Regions from separate parts of the Gossypium hirsutum genome. Here region 1 is linked to region 2. Evidence: chromatin contacts called from public Hi-C data. All regions are on one chromosome and are shown on one strand. Each heading gives the region's core, a stretch centred on a gene start, on an enhancer-like site or on the middle of the called end of the contact. The rest is flanking DNA. Distances are from core to core; before and after follow the strand shown. Region 1 holds the start of LOC121202967. Region 2 holds the start of LOC107901115 (GATA transcription factor 21).

What was found. Hi-C and Micro-C count contacts between places; a contact is called where the count stands out from the background.
Region 1: a Hi-C map of leaf shows a contact between it and region 2, with 2.6 times the contacts expected there. The contact joins the promoter of LOC121202967 here to the promoter of LOC107901115 in region 2. A contact is called at or near these places in 2 of 34 Hi-C or Micro-C datasets (both in leaf).

Annotation. Positions count from the first base shown.
Region 1 is chrD06:13,468,305-13,471,658 of Gossypium_hirsutum_v2.1, forward strand. LOC121202967 reads right to left here and starts at 1,840. Exons shown (of 8, transcript XM_041095727.1): 1 at 1,676-1,840; 2 at 1,489-1,585; 3 at 1,247-1,351; 4 at 1,043-1,125; 5 at 573-694; 6 at 1-152. The coding sequence starts at 1,348. All of the region lies in intron 8 of LOC107901105 (CRM-domain containing factor CFM3A, chloroplastic/mitochondrial), which reads left to right.
Region 2 is chrD06:13,283,248-13,286,714 of Gossypium_hirsutum_v2.1, forward strand. It overlaps LOC107901115 (GATA transcription factor 21), which reads right to left and starts at 1,833. Exons shown (of 3, transcript XM_016826992.2): 1 at 1,149-1,833; 2 at 697-1,059; 3 at 1-577. The coding sequence starts at 1,334. The coding sequence ends at 230.

The DNA.
Region 1 (3,354 bases), core at 590-3,089, 190 kb after region 2:
AACATCAATGTGGCCATCCTTCTTAATTATTTCCATAAAGTCTTCTCCCAAGCGTTCTGCAATGCCTCTCTTCAAGTCGTAGCGGCCAGAAATGTTTACAACTATACGTATATCTTGATACTTAGAAGCATAAAGAAGCACCACATTTCCCCCTGCATTACATTATTTTAGCAGTATAACACTTGTTGGAGAACTTATTAGACAAATGAAAATCACAGCTGGAAAAAACTAATTGACTGACTTCATTAGGATATCTTGATGCTTCGAAGCATAAAGAAGCACCAAAATTCCCCCCTGGATTACATTATTCCAGTGATATAACACTTAAACAGTAATGTTAGCTTGGTTACATTACTTATTCCGTGTATTAATGATCAAAACATTATAAGAAAAAAGGATATTGCTAAGATCCATCCTGAAAATAACTCAGTGATTAGAATGTAAGTTAAGATATAGTCTTCAACAACTTAGTTTCTTCTTAGAGAACTTACAATTTCTACAGTGCAGAGCAAAACCATTCTCTATTTTAACTAGTTCAGAAAAGTTCGAGTAAGAAACACTGGGATACTCACCTTTACTATGCCCAAGAATTGCACTTACGACATGACTTTCCCCTGAGAAGTGTTGAATTACAGCGTGTAAATCATCAGCTTCTCGGTAATAGTTACCATACTGAAATGAACCTTCACTTTCTCTGAAAAATAGATCCCAAAATAAGTCACAACTATGAAACAAAGTGAACAAAACACACACTCCTGCAGCAGCAATAGACATAGAAAGTAAGAACTATGCTGCATAATACATATTTGCCAATCCAAGAAAAATCATCTCTTAAAATCTCTACATATTTTAACTTTGTTGCTCCTACTCTTCTACCGTGACCAACACTCGTACCCGACCCTTGAATGTGGAGATAATACCAAGAACCCTCCAACTACATTAAAGAAAAACTTAGAAAAATCTAAACATACCCGTGTTGGACATATACAATGTCCGACACTCGCACCAGAGTCCGAGTAACATTAGATTTTAATCAACTCACCCGTTTCCAGCAAAATCGAAACGGAAGACACTGATTCCTTCTATTTCTAAAGCAGCGGCAAGGTTCGTCATAGTATTGTAATCCTGAAGTAGAATTAAGTGAGCTGCTTTCCATAAGTTATTACTATTCCTCCATGAACAGACATTTTCACCAAATATATTTGCTACTGAAAGCAAGTGAAAGAGATGAAATGACCCAACTGACCTTTCTGGATCTGAAACCATGGCATAAGATTACAATCTCTTTAGACTCTGTTTCATGCAATAATCCCACCAGTTTTTCACCATGCTTGTTCGGAATTATCATTCTCTGCTGCTCAATCACTAAAATTTAGAAAGAAAAAAAAAGGGTCCTTTTTTTATTTTATTTTCAAAGTTCTTTACATTAAAAACAAAATGGAACCATAATAAAGTTATAAAAGAAAGGGAATACTAATAATTTGGGACCTGGGTTTTGGGTAGAATGAGAGTGAGCCATCGTCGAGATTGTAGAGTTTGGTTTGGAGATACGTCGACAGGAGGAAGATATGAATGGTGTTCGTACCTGTGGAAAAGGAGATTTAGGATAAGTTATAAATTTGAGAGCAGTGTCAATGAATCAAAGTTAAGGGAAATGGTGGCCATTTCTTTGTACCTCTGGTTGGCCTCTTTCTTCTGTCGTGCTTAATAAGGCAAGTCCTGTAAATGGATTGGGATATAGGAAAGGTTTCAGATTGAATCCGTGATGCCATGAGTTTTAATTAGACCTTCGTTGAGCCATCCGGCTCGGCTTGAAGCTCGTTCAAAATATCATAGGATTTGAGTAAAATATGATAGGATTTGAGTAAAATATAGGCTTAAAAAATGAATTTGGACAAAAAAAAAGATAAAGCCTATTTAAAAAGTAGGTTGGGCCTCAGATAAGATATCGGGCTTGACCTAGCTCGGCCTAAATTCACTAAAGGACAAAATAAAATTACTTTTTTTTATAATGTTATTTTTTTGTTGTTTTCTCCTTATTTTACTACCATTATACTATTATATTACTACTATTTTGTTATTATTATTTGAATATTGTATAAAACTTATTTTATTATTAATTTTGTTATTATTTTAGAGACATTTGCTTGTTAAGTTACATTTATCTTAATGTTATTTAAGTATACATATTTTTTAAATTGTTGAGAAATATTTATTTTGATGTTTTTAGTATTTTTGATGTATTATATATTTTAAAATTATATAAAAATAATATAAAAATAAATATAGGTGGGTCGGGGCAGGCCCGGGTTTTAGCATTTTTATCTGGGTTGGGCTTGGGAAAAATTTTAGGCCCACTTTTTGGGGCTAGGCCGGGCCCAGGCCTAGCAAATAAGCCTGAATTTTTAGTTGAACCCTGCCTGGCCCGGCCCATGCACACCTCTAATTTTAATCTATTCTATTCCATTAAATAAATTATTAAAAAATAGTTAAAATTAGCTTCAATCATCGGGTTCAATTGTGTTTTTTTTTCAATTTAATTGATAGGTACTAATTCTCGAATCAATTGGTTTAATGCCTTCTCTGTATCAATACTCAACTAGTTCCCAATCTAATTAATTTGATAAACAAATTTGATTTAATTGACCGGTCCAATTCATTTTAAACAACCTTAACTATTACATGGTAGTGAAATGTTAAAAGGGAATATCAATTAAAAAAATGTCAAATTTTAAACAATCTTGTGGTTCTCTTGGCTGCTGGTCCTGGAATTCGTGATACGCAGGTATGTTCCTTCATTGTATGGATTTCTGTTTCTTTTTTTGGCCCAAGAAGCATATCTTTTATATTACTAACATAATATATTGAATTCTTTATTAACATTTTCCTGATCTGGAGTTTCTTCATAAAATGCAGTGTGGTTTTAAGATGTTTACTAGGTTTGCAGCAAGGAAGCTTTTTACCAATATCCGGTTGAAAAGGTGATCTCAGAGACACTATTGAACACCTATCCTTAAGCATTACTACTTGCTTATCCTGTCATTAAGACATCAAAGCAAATCTAAACTACATGCTTAGATCACTGTCTTGCCATCGACATGCTCATTTTCGCATTGAATACTCTGGTACTTTTCTGTGTTTCCTGTTTACAGCTAAACATCTAGTAAGGAGAAATAGACAATAGAAGATTAAAAAGTAGTGGATGGAGGTGAACTCGTAATGGAAATTCGGTTTTTCGTTGTTGTGAAAGAAATAATGACAAAGGGAATTAAGTCATCTTTTTAGTAATAGGTATTCATATTCAAGTTAGTTTCATCCTTCCGTATATCCACTGTTCTGAAAAGATTTGCCAAG
Region 2 (3,467 bases), core at 583-3,082:
ATAAAAGCCTTGAAATGTAATTTATTATGAACTTCACAACATAATATATATATAATTTAATAAAAGATTCAAAATCCAAACATTGCTGTTTTTTGTTCCCTCACACCAATTTCATATCTTAATTTCCTCGAAACTCAGACATACAAACTCAGTTACTATAACATTATTATTAAAGCTAATTAAGAATAAAACCAACAACATAAAAGCTAGCCTAGCGACTTTGCGAAATTCAACCATGAACAAGTCCATACGATAAGGCCATCAGTAGGATCGCGGCTTCTTTCTCATCCTGAGGGAAAACTCCATGAAAAGCCGAGCTCTTGCTCAATATTATCCTCAAGTCCTCAAAACAAAGCTTGTTTCTACCTTGGGGTTGGGAACTGAGTTTGCACTTTTTGTTCTTTAACTTTGCAACACAACCATTACTTGATCTCTTGGCCTTGTTTTGAACCTTATTCTTCATGCTTGTCGTTGTCTCAGCTGTAACAATAGTTCCATTGGACGCTGTTGCCGCCGCCGCTGCAGCCATTGCTCGTCTCGCTTTTCTTTGTCGAATTCCGCAGGCGTTGCAAAGAGACTGCAGTGCGACCAAAAGGTGAAAAACAGAATGAAAAAAAAAAGTCAGTTAATTATCTCAAAACTTATGTAGCAATTGTATAGGGTATTGATTAGAAAAGAGTGGAAATTCAACTATACCTTGGGACCTCTAGGACCACTCCTCCAAAGAGGAGTCTTAGTTGTGTTGCAATCAGCACAAACCCTAATTGGACTGTTGTTGATATCATTATTGTAGGAAGAGTTGCAGCTGTTATCTGGAGATGGTGAGGGCTGATTCTGAAGCTTCTGGTCTTCGATTTTCGGCGAAGAGCTTTTCGATAAATCGGTGTGATGGGAACTCATCATCTTCCTCAAAATTCTCAGCTTTGAAGGCATCCACTTAGTAGAACTGTCCTCATGGTGATGATCACTTTCGACCCTTTCTTCTTTTTTCCATAATGATAACTTGAGTCCGCAGTCACTGTTCTCCAATGCCCCATCTTTTGAAACATATATCTTAGCCTAAAAAAAAAGATCATATCATAACCCTAAGTGATCGTCACATTAAATTTTAATAAAATAAAAGAGTGAAGTGGTAATTATAATATCACCTGATCTTGAAACTCCTGGGGTTCCCTTTGACAAGAACCTGCTGCTAGGTGATGAACAGTTGAGGAAGAAGAAGATGAAGAAGGTTGAGATTTAAATGTAAAAAGGTGGTGGTGTTGGTGTTGATCATCTTCGTTAAGGTCAAAAGGAAAAGGATAAAGGGATGAATAGCAATTACTAGAAGACATTAGGGAGAGAGATCAGGTGATGAACAGCAATGATATGTTGTTGGTGTTGTCCAGTAAAGGTGGAGGATCGAAAAAAAAAGGGCAAAGAAAAAAAGGAGGGGTATTATGCTATTGAAGGGTAAACCAGTTTAGAGAGAGAGGGAGAGCAAAGAAATAAGAGGTTCACGTGATTTGAATATATGAGAGACCTGAGCCAACATGTTTAAAAAAGACAAAAAGGAAATAAAAGGAGAAGTATGGAATGCTATGCTGGAGAAGTATGGAATGCTATGCTACTGCTCCATCCTATTCAGAAATATTTAAAGGAATAATAATAAATTTAAAAAAACCCTATCTGCAGGAATTTTTTACTCACCTTTTGATGTCATTTCGAAAGAACAGAAAAGATAGACTTCTTTCAATATTTAATGGTAGCCACACAAATTAATCATATAATATTTCATTAATTTAAACATATAAAACAAAATTTGATCCCAATTGTGATCTTCTCACAGATTGTGACCTTCATGTTAGTACTATATACAATATATATCAAATTTATTGACCCAAAAAATCTGATCATCTTCACAGAAATTCTAATCTTAATTACAAGTATTATAATAACACAATATAATTTAATTTCTCTATGAATCTTTATTAAACTGTAAATTAGCATTATGGTGAACCATAGGATTAAATTGGCTAAGCCTTTTTCTTTACTAGTATATACCTAGAATTTGCTAGTAAGATGACAGATATGGTGACGCATGATACAGTCAGAGAATACAAAGAGCATTATATCTTCAGATATATAAATTGTAGTATTAGTTCTATATGAGGGTATATTTTATATAAGGAAAATTGGAGCATGCGGTGCATACATAAATATGAGTACTAGAAGAGAAGGGCTACAGTTTTCATGAGAAAGACATATATGTATACATGTGATATATCTCCATTCTTCACTACCTTAGTCTTGCCAAAAAACATTCAATGCATTGTTCAGGCAAGAGACAAATGCAGCACCCCACAACTTTGCCAATTGCCATAATCACGAATCTTAGAATTAATACATGTTCTTTCACACTGACGATATCATGCTCCTTATATAATTTCATTTTTACATATAACTTTACATACATATTTCCCTTTCACCTAGGAAACGTTTAGAAGGCAGCAGCTGGCCATATATAATTTATATATCATTTGTTAAAATTGAGAAAAAGAAAACAGAATATTTAAGCTAGCTAAGCAACCAAGATAGTTCTATCTTGAAATATTTGGAGTTGTTGAGATATATTTGAGGAAGTGCTCACTTCTTTTATCACTGCAGTAACTTGTCATATTAGGAAATTGACAATTTATTGAATCATATCTTTAAGTTGAGCTAAGATTGTAAATTATATTTAGTTAATCAATGAAGATCATATTATTTCGGGGAAACTTATTGTAATAGGCTAATTTAGTCCGGGCTCGCAAAAAAATAATAAACCCAAAATAATAAAACAAAGTCCAAGTCCAGTACAAAATTATATCATTTGGCCCGATCGGAATGGCCCATTACTTGAAAAGGTTGAAGGTCCATCTACAAGCTTATGGAAACATAATCTTCAAGGATAAGCAATATTAGATATGATATGCAATCTTAAATATGATATATGCAATCTTAGATATGATATGCAATCTTAGAAGATATGATTTTGTAATATTAGAAATTTAATTTGTAGATACTCTTTAATCTTAGTCGTTGATGTAATTGATCTGTACTGTTAGATTTGGGGAGGCTCAACTATAAATAGAGGCCTCCCTTCATTGTAAAACACTTGATTTGGGAGTAATAATAATTCTTAAGAGTATTCACTCAAATTTCTCTCTCTCTTGCGTTCTTATTTTCTGTGATTTGTTTTTATTTTGTTGATCTGTGTATAATTTATTTATTGATTTGTATATTGTTGATTTCAAATCTATTTTTCCCTTATTATTCATTTTCAAATTCATTATTTTCAAATTTGTTTACATTTTATTTTGCCTTATTTTTTTTATACTCTTTGTTTTAAATTCATTGGTCGATGCTATTTAATCATCTATTTGTTATTTTAGTTTTTTTATTATTAAATTAATTAAATTAATATTATTAATACTATTATGTAGCAT